3 separate regions of the Mus musculus genome follow, and all the other regions are linked to region 3. Evidence: chromatin contacts called from public promoter capture Hi-C data. All regions are on one chromosome and are shown on one strand. Each heading gives the region's core, a stretch centred on a gene start, on an enhancer-like site or on the middle of the called end of the contact. The rest is flanking DNA. Distances are from core to core; before and after follow the strand shown. Region 1 has its middle 40 kb from the start of Gm39910. Region 2 has its middle 170 kb from the start of 4930528P14Rik. Region 3 holds the start of Dph6 (diphthamine biosynthesis 6).

Region 1 (3,325 bases), core at 312-2,811, 800 kb after region 3:
TTGTCCTTTTGTTGATGTTTTGTATGAATGCAATGGAATCTCAAGGTAGTTTCTTTAAGATTTATGGCTTGTTCATATTTATTTTGGGTGTACAAGTGTTTTGTATGTGGGTATATATGTATAATAAATGCATGTCTTGTTCCAGAAGACATTAGAAGAGGCATAAGATATCCAGAACTACAGTTACAAATGGTTGTGATCTTCTGTGTGGATGCTGGAAACTGAATCCAGGTCATGTTCTAGAGAAGTCAGAGACCTTACTACTGAACCATTGCATCACACCCCTCAATGTAGTTCCATTTGCCTTTGTTGGATAACTAGAGCTGTTCTCTCTCTCTCTCTCTCTCTCTCTCTCTCTCTCTCTCTCTCTAATAGAAGAGTCTCAAATGTAGTCAGATAGTTGAACTGGACTGAATTGTCTCCCAGAAGAATCCACAGAAGCTGGGACAGTTGCTGAGTCGCATGCCCAGCAAACCATAAGAGACAATACACGGGAGGATGGAGGGGTGGATGATAACTCAACAATGTTGCTCCAGGCTGAGTCATTTTTCTGCCTCACGTATGATCAATCATTTTGTCTAAGCACACTATAGTTTCTTCTGGTCCAATAGGGCCAACTGCCTTGCCCACTCTTATCTTCTCTGAGTCATGATTGTATCTCTTTGTGCATTAATAATTGACCACTGTAATGCATTGATATTTCTTGATATTTACAAAGCCATCTCACTGAATCAAAGAGAGATGGAAAAATCACAAATATTTTCCCTTATCCTAGGTAGATACTAGAATCACCTATACTGATTTTCCAATGGCATAAACCTAGGCCCTACTACCAAGATCCTAAGAGATGTGTAGTCAAATAATAATTAGGGCATTCTACAGAAGATTCTACAAACTGAGAGAAAATAGAGACCAAATTCTGCAACTCGGGCTTCCATAAGATAAACAACTGCAACAAGGAAGCACGCCCTTCTATGCTGGTAGGTTTTCAGTCAGACCTACCTTCTTGTCATTCTTGAACATCAGTATGCCAGTCAACTTCTATGCCTTTAACTCATGCTAATCTCTGTGCTAACTTGTCCTTTCTCATTGTTTTCTATATACCTCAAAGTAATAATTACAAGAGAAATATTTGTTTACAGGTCACAGCAGACTTTCCTCGGCACTTCCCCACAGTTGCAATGTTGAGAAACAAATACGTTCCTTATTTCAACTTTCTGTCTAGGAATTGAAGTTCATCCATGCCGGGTAACATAACCAGTATATGAACTGCAGAGTGATGCTGATAAGGATCAACCAGGAGTAGGAAGCTGAGCAAGGTCTTTCAACATCAAAGTCCAAGACTGCTCTAATTTGCCTCGCCTTTTTTAATTAAGTGTACTCAGCACTCTGTAAAGTTGAGACTCAGACCTAATGACATGCCAAAACCTCTTCCAGAATGTTCTCAATCATTGCACCTAGTTTGTAATGGCAAATAACAACAGCAAGATAGTATACCAGGCTCTGTGCCCAGAGGGCTAAAGCTACCTGGCATGGTTTTCTTTGCCGAGAGGGGAGAGATCTAGTCTTAGTGGAGTCAAAGAACTTACAGAGCTTACGCAGCTAATAAGTGGCAGAACTGAGCTATTGATTAGAGAGTTCATGTACTTGACCTTTGGGCAATACTCCCATCCCTACCAGCCATCACAGTTTTTGCTTGTGTTAAGGTTAATTATTAACATGCATTTCTTTCTTCTTCATGAGAACTCTTTGGGTTTAAGAAAATTCTCAGAACACACATGCATAACCCAAACATCCATAATTCTTTAACCATTTCATAAGTATCTAGCACATCTATTCATGTGAGTCTGACAAGAATGGGATCAGAATCTTTAAGAACCAAATGCTCAGAAGAGGAATATTCAATTTAATCAATTTAATTCAATTCATCTTTCTTTCCATTATGTTTCATCAAATTTGTCTAAAATAAAATACTTTATGAATGCTTTTAGATGCCAAACCTCCTTCAGCTTGCTCTCTCAGGAATACCAATTGAGATATAGTATGGGCTTATATCTAGGAAAGTGTAAATTGTTGATAATTATTTACTGCTTTCTTGCCTTCTCTCTTGCTAACAAGACAGCCATGGCTACTAACTAGTACTATTCTTTCTAGAGAGTCTTCCCCTCAAATTGTTTGCTCTAACTTCACAATAATATGTGTTTTCTAGGGTGACATTGTCTCCTAACTACTGTAAGTCTGCCATAATTAGGGTAGATAATATGAACTATAAGTGCATTCAGGAATATTGAGGTGTTCCTGAGTAGTATCTGGCAAATGATATTCTTCTTCCTCTGAAATCTCTTGTTTCTAAAAGAAGTTACACCTGTTTCTGAATTCCTTGTTCACATTTTCCTCCTTGTTGAACTAGCTCATATTTGTCCTTACATGCTCATACTCTCTCTCTCTCTCTCTCTCTCTCTCTCTCTCTCTCTCTCTCTCTCTCTCTCTCTCTCTCTCTCTCCTCTCTCTCTCTCTCTCTCTCTCTCTCTCTCTCTCTCTCTCTCTCTCTCTCTCTCTCTCTCTCTCTCTCTCTCCCTCCCTCCCTCCCTCCCTCCCTCCTCATTTTCATTATTTTGACCATGATGATTTTCACTGTGCCCAAACCTTCGGTCTGACGTACAGGTGGTTCTCATTGCAGCCCATTTAAGAATATCAACAGTGGTTTTGCAACAGCAGCTCTGTTCACCCAAACAGCTTGTGACAGTCCATGCAAAGATTTTTATCTCTTTACATAAAACTCCATCAATGTTGCAGGCTCAGATGCAGAAATTTTAAGCCATGTGTTTTTGATACAGAAGACTTTTCCCCTTAGGCTTAGAATCAAAGAGAGACATCACATCATCCTCATTCCTTCAATGGCAAAAGGTTCATTCACACAACAGTCATTTGAGGGTGAGTCTCCATAAAGCCCAATTATCAACTCTGTCTAAAGTTAACAAGATTGCAATGGATGCTCACATAGAAGGAATAGTCAGTGGGTCGCTCTTGTCCAACAACATTCAATAATTTACATTTGCTGTTTTTCAGTAACTGCAACCTTTTATTTCTCCGTTTCTTTTATTCCACCCTGGCTTCTCCCCCTCCAACTCCTCTTGTGTCTTCCCAAACTCTCCTTTAAGTTTCATGAACTCTTTTTCTTTTATTTGCTTGCTTGCTTGCTTGCTTGCCCATTTGTTTGCTTATTTGTTTGTTTATTTGATTGGTTGGTTCAGGCAAACCCTCACTATTTAACCCTGCTTGACTGGGGGCGGTGTAGACAAGGTTGCTCTCAAACTCACAGAGA
Region 2 (3,366 bases), core at 714-3,213, 520 kb after region 3:
ACATATACACTCACACATGTCCACAGAGATACGCACTCACGTGCATACACTGTTCTTCAACACTCTAAGCTTATCTTTTACACCATTAACTCTTGTTCAAGATAGTCATTAGAATATTTAAACACAAAGAATTCCAGTTATTTCTCTTATGTAACTAAAACCACAAAGCTCTCACTTCTAAAACACCTCAAGGTTGGAACTTTGGATTGAATGACCTTTTTATTGGAAAAAAAAGAATTTTTTTTCACACTATGCATTGTGATCACACTTTTTCTTTCCCGGCTAATCTCAGATCTTCTCCACCTGTCCATCTGCCCAACTTCATTCCCCTTTATCTACATACCAAAACAACAACAACAACAACAACAACAACAACACACACACATACACACACAACCCCCACAAAAACAGAAACTAAAATACACAAGCAAAAGTCCAATAAGACCACAAAGAAATGCCAAAGCAAAACAAAATGAGGCAAGAGGTCCACAAAAATACAACTGAGTTTATTTTTTGTTGGACAACTACTATTGAGCATGGGGCCTGCCCAGAAATGATGACTCAATAGAAGAAGAAGTGGGATGAGACTGGAACTTATTGGTACAACAAAGGACGTTCTGAACAACACACTGATAGCACAGGATCCAAGACCAACCATGAATAAATGGGACCTGGTGGAGCTGAAAAGCTTCTGTATAGTAAGAATTTTTTTCTTTACAGTTTATTTTCTATTGCATATTCCTTTAAAAAATGTCAACATTCCTAAATATATGACATCTTAATGGTGTTCCCATGTACATAAATATAGCTTTGGTGTCCTAAGGCTTGAGAATTTTTTATGGAAAGGACTACAAATATGAATACAATATTTATTAACCCCAACATTTGCTGGTATGTTTACCATGTTCTACTAATTATATCTTAACATGATATAATCATACAATGCTATATTGGGAGGCAGTTGCTATAAAAGTATACTGCTCAAAGATGCTGATGACATATATTCATTCAAATTGTGGTCCTGCCTCTTAGAAAAGAGATTTTCAGCTATAGATGAAATAAACTTTCCCTGAGTGTCTTTTCTTTCACCTACCCATGACAACTACAGTAAAGAAATCTCTCAGTATCCAATAACTGTCACTGTGACAGTCAGATCTGACTGCTCACTCTGTCTGCTTTCTTCATGGGAATGATCTGGCATTCCACCGTTTCTTTTGAAGACTCAAAATCAGATCTGTTCCAACCAAGCCACGAGGACGCACCTGAGAGAGATGTTCCAACATGATAACATCCTAGGAAAGTTAAACAGTTGTATTAGTTAAACTCTCTGGACCACGGTCACAATATTTTACTTCCAGATAGAATAAAAGCTTGCCTTGCCTTTTTGGGCTATTTATCATGTAAGCATTCATCTCTGTGCCAGGCAAGCCCTCTGCTAGTTTTTGTGTTAAATATCTTGGAATAAGGGTGAATGCCATAGCATCAGGAAAAACAAATCTCATAAAAACAATCTTGTAAATGAGCTATAGATTTAAAAACACACCATTGACTCATCCAAAAAAGGGCTTGCCAGAGATCAGAGGCCTATTAAAACCCAGAAATGTTAACATCTGTGGCTGTATTGCATGAAGGCAAAGACAGAGATATATTGGTACCATATGGGAAGGAATCTGATTCCAAAATCCAGATTTGCTGGTATGTACCCCAAATAAGTTGCCAGGTTTCTAGAATAAATACAGTCAAAGATAAATGTTTTAAAAGACCCATAAGAACCGCATCTATGAAATTAAACAATCTTGTAACAAAACCCAATACATCTTGGTATATATTGCAGTTACTGTAATTCTTCAAAAGTAGGTGCTCAAAGCAGATCAGAATCATGAGTCTATCATGGCCTATACTGTAAGGGAAGCTTGTGGAATATTCCTAAGTGAGATGCTAGGACAGGGAGAGATGGGAGCATTTACGTTGTTTAGCAGTCACAATTCCGGATCCTTTGTAAGTTCTACAGTGATCAGAATTTGCTCCAGGAGTATAAGGCAGGTCCATGGGAGCTCGTGTGACCTTAATGCAGGTCTACTAATGCAGCATCATATAAAGAGCCAAGGTTCTGTCTGGTTAGAATCTATTAGTTTATATTGTGACCGAGAGTCTGATGTCTTTTCAAAAGCGGGGAGAGGGGGCAGAAAAACAGTTACTGAGAATAGGATATGGTGTGTTCATGTGTGTTTTTCTATGGTTGTACATGCATATATACATGTGTTGAGACTACTACTTAAGTGTCATTTCTTAGAAGTCATGGACTTTATGTTATTTTATTTTGAAACAGGTCTATCCTTTGAACTTGAACTTGCTGATTACTGTAAGCTGGCTGGACAGTGCATTCAGTGATTACACAGGCTCTGTCTGCCCCAGTTCTGGGAATACAAGAGCAGATGGTTATCCCAGCTTCTTTGCATGAGGTCTGGGGATTAAATCTCCTGTCCTCATGCCACATGACAAGCATTTTACTAACTGAGCCACTACACTAGACCCCGAGTCTCTTGAGAGGATAACTGACTCACTAAATCTGTCAGGACTGAATAGGAGAATGATCAATTTTTTCATTCATATTTGAGAGAGAAAAGGGGTGTCAGGGTCACACTTAGTCATAAGAATTGGATTTTCTTAGAAAAAAAAAAGAAAGAAAGAAAACATCAGTTGAATTCACCTGGCAGTGTTCACAATGAGGAAGTAGCTAAGGCACTATCTAATTTAGGAGAGCTCACTAACCTTGTAAAGCATTGATTAATCTAACTAATCTTCTATAATCACATTGTTTCTGAAGTAATAACTAGGCCTATCTTTAAAGAAAGAGGGGCTGGTTTCCTTAATCGGTTTATAGCTATAATTTCCAAACAGGAAAATAGTCTTAAGGGGCAAATATCTCAAGGAGTAGATACAGTAACTAGATCTAGAGTCAGTAGAGGCAAGAAGTCTATACTCTTGAAATTAAAACCTATATATTACCCAGGGAGTCTCTTCTGGAAATGAGACAAGAGGAGGATCCTTTGTCTTCCTGGAGTTGAAATACATTAAAATCTCACAGAAAGGAAGGAGATAGTATGTCAAGTAAGCTTATCTCCTCGGGATTTCATTTGCATTCACCTGTTCTTTCATATATGGAATCTTTCCAACTGTCATAGAAAAAATTTTTAAAAAGGAACCTACTTGCAAATTTTGCACAAAAAATTACAGAAGCAGAGTCCAACACTATTTTCTATATCTATCAGTTGTTAAGAAAATATACTCAAATTCTCCTTAAATTAAGTCTATGTGGGTAAAGAAAAAACAAGCTTTAATTAGCACTCGGAGTGACTAGAAAAC
Region 3 (3,155 bases), core at 116-2,615:
TTTATTTTGTGCATTCTTATTTCCTAATATACAGCTTTTAATTGTATAATTTCTCAAACAGCACCTCTAAATTCCTATCCACTGAGTGTTTTGAGGAACACACTCCACTGAGACTTTCTTCTCTCCAGTTTCACATGTTTTACTACCCTGCTGAGCTTCGGTAAACTAAGTTCCATGGCTGCCTTCCTGGCTCACATTTAATTTTTATCTCTCTTCACCAAATAATCGTGATGGTTAAAGTTTTATTCCCTTTATGTGTAAAATTTATTAAATTATGGTGGGTTTTCATTTCCTTAAAATGGCACAGAATCAACAGATCTGGCATTTTCCTGCCACTAGAGAAACTGGCTTACCTAGACTGTCACCCACTGTCAACTAGCATCAGTTACCTAGGGCATTAACAACAAATGTGTACGTGTGCTTCACTAGGCTAACAAAAAGAGACTGTAGCAATAAAGTGGAATTCACACTTTTTTGAGGTCTAAATCTCAAGAAACAATACACTTAAGGGTCTTAAACTAATATTGCTATGCCCCTTATCACTGCCAGGCACTGAAACAGATCAAGGATAGCTCTGCTTATCAGCTATAGTATCTGGGCTTTTAAGTAAGTTACTAGATTTCAAACTACTTTTGGAATATGACTTGGGTTGCCCAGGGTCAGTAAGGCAAATTTGTATCCAACGCACTCCAGAGCATCTAGAAAAACCTAGCTTATTTTCAACTCAACCAGGAGGAAATACATCTGTCAGTAGCTTGAGTTCCAACGGAGGTGTCTGACAACATAGGAGCAAAGCAATCTCAAACCATCTAGGGGATCCTACAGCTCTCCCGGCAAGCCAGAGATGTGAGAAGAGAGTGAGGTTGCAATCCTCCTTCCTGGAAAGGATCAAGACTGAGGAGAATTATAGAGGACAAAAACTGCTAACAAGTAAGTGAAGTTAACAGCGGCTCTCAAAGTTCAGAGCAAATAAAAGTCCAACAGGCGTGGTGACCATGCGCCCACGGAGGAGGAGGAGGACCCAGGAATTAGTGCTGTTTAGCTTTGCCAAGCTGCCAGAGAGGAGGCGCGTGGGGCCAGGGAGCCCGAGCAGATCGCCCCGCCTCTTCCGGTGGCCGTGGCGCCGGCCGGCCCACGCGGCGCCCCAAGAAGTGGCTCCGGATGTTTCTACAGTGGCCGCGTCAGGATATAGCCTTGCCCAAGAGTAAAGCGATGGCCCCAGTCCTCATTACCTGATCAGGGCCGCGACCCTCATTCTGGGCGCAGTGTGCGTGCGTACGTGCGTGCGTGCGGTAACCACAGACGCCAGGCCCGGGATCCCGCGGCGACTGGACCTACACGCGCGGTCCTCGACCTGGTGTCTGCTGCGCTGCCTGCCCTCGACCATGCCTACTGCCCCTTCAGCACCTTGCTGAACACCCGGGTGTAGAGGCTAGGTAGTCTCAGCATCTGTTCCCTGATACATGGATATATGGCTCAGAATTTACAAAAAGAAAAAAGTTTAGGCACAGCCTAACCACCTAAGTAAGGGCAGTGAAGCTGCCAAGGGAAGGGCATGGTCCTTGGTAAACCGCTTGAGGGTGCTGGGATTGTCTGGGTAGTAAATTCAAAGTCACAAGTTCTAAGATTTGAAACACTACCTTGGAAAGGGGATTTAGTCTCTCTCCTCTCTTCGTCAACTACAAGAAAGAAATCTTTTCGCCCTTCCTACCCCCCCTCCAAAAAAAAAAACCCACTAACCCCTGATCACTTTTAACTTCGAGGTTTGCATCTCTGCCCATTGAACCAGTGAGGCTACATGACCTCCGCCTCCTATACTGTGTTTTTGCATTTTCCCAATACAGAAACTGAAAAACTTGCACTCCAGAAAGCAAAACGAAAATCTAATTTAAAATACGTTTGCCAGTACTTAGTTATTTGAATGTACTAAGCACTCTTTGGAGCTCCTGGGATCAACTGGTGTACGATATAGACCACCATGCCTACCTACATCCATGAACAAGGAGTTTGTGTAGAGGTGTAGGAAGAAGAGAATTTAAAAAGAGAATTGTATGTTAAAGTGAAAAATACTGTACCAAAAGAGAGAGAAAGAGAGAGACAGAAAAAAAATGCAGAAATAGAGGGTACACGTGGCATTATTGGTGAGTTAAACTAACTTAAACATATACATCTTTGAATATTATTCATATGTAAAGAATGTATATATATATATATATATATATATATATATATATATTTTTTTTTTTTTTTTTTTTTGAGACAGGTTTTCTATGTGTAGCCCTGGCTGTCCTGGAACTCACTCTGTAGACCAGGCTGGCCTAGAACTCAGAAATCCACTTGCCTCTGCCTCCTGAGTGCTGGGATTAAAGGTGTGCGCCACCACTGCCTATGTATATACACATTATATACATGTAATACATATATATATATATATATATATATATATATATATGTGTGTGTGTGTGTGTGTATATGTGTGTGTGTGTGTATATATATATATATATATATATATATATGTATATATATACATATATATATCTCCAGTGAATGCCCAAACTCCCAAAATCCGTCTTCCCAATGTATCCATGTTGAATAAATCTCCCTTTCTGATTTCTACTTTCACCTGGCTTTTTTTTTTCCAGCCTGCTGGTTCTGGCCATATTTATTTCATACATGTGGGATACACTGTCACTGCCTTTAGACACAGCCTTAGACAGCATTGGATGCCCACTACAGATGGTTGTGAGCCACCATGTGGTTGCTGGGAATTGAACTCAGGACCTCTGGAAGAGCAGTCAGTGCTCTTTACCGCTAAGCCATCTCTCCAGCCCTTCACCTGGCTTTTAAAATTGTATTTTAATTAAAGACTGCTGGCAGGACATGAATTGGGCACAGGTTTTGAACTGAAGGTTTGATGACAAAAGAACAGGTAACTGGAGAAGAGTAACCAGAATGCATGATGGAAGATGAAGTCTGGGTGGTGGAGAGAGAAGATCATCCAAGGTGGTGTAGGCCATCTCAGACTTTATAGCACAGGTATGGTTGAAGGTTTTATAAGGACAACAGGTTCTTATAACACTGCAATGTTGAAAACATCTATTAGGGAAGAAATCTATTTTAATGTTCCAGGAGAGATGATGTGATGTGATCTAAAA

The links. Promoter capture Hi-C pulls out the DNA fragments that hold promoters and counts their contacts.
Region 1: a promoter capture Hi-C map of liver shows a contact between it and region 3, with 4 times the contacts expected there. The contact joins the enhancer-like site here to the promoter of Dph6 in region 3. A contact is called at or near these places in 11 of 39 promoter capture datasets (the 3T3-L1 cell line, the HPC-7 cell line, the SN4741 cell line and 6 more).
Region 2: a promoter capture Hi-C map of the 3T3-L1 cell line shows a contact between it and region 3, with 4 times the contacts expected there. The contact joins the enhancer-like site here to the promoter of Dph6 in region 3. A contact is called at or near these places in 9 of 39 promoter capture datasets (the 3T3-L1 cell line, 3T3-L1-derived adipocytes, cranial neural crest and 5 more) and 3 of 115 datasets of contacts at active chromatin or transcription factors (embryonic stem cells, extraembryonic endoderm stem cells and pancreatic cancer cells).

The regions. Positions count from the first base shown.
Region 1 is chr2:115,448,675-115,451,999 of GRCm38.p6, forward strand. No RefSeq gene overlaps it. Among named protein-coding and RNA genes, the nearest start is that of Gm39910, 40 kb to the left of the region's middle. Within about 2 kb of position 1,562, at least 12 of the 459 cell types and tissues checked have an H3K27ac peak or open chromatin away from gene starts, as enhancers often do. A contact at or near this core is called in liver, where this site is marked.
Region 2 is chr2:115,175,653-115,179,018 of GRCm38.p6, forward strand. No RefSeq gene overlaps it. Among named protein-coding and RNA genes, the nearest start is that of 4930528P14Rik, 170 kb to the right of the region's middle. Within about 2 kb of position 1,964, at least 7 of the 459 cell types and tissues checked have an H3K27ac peak or open chromatin away from gene starts, as enhancers often do.
Region 3 is chr2:114,653,599-114,656,753 of GRCm38.p6, forward strand. Dph6 (diphthamine biosynthesis 6) reads right to left here and starts at 1,366. Exons shown (of 9, transcript NM_025675.5): 1 at 1,233-1,366. The coding sequence starts at 1,255.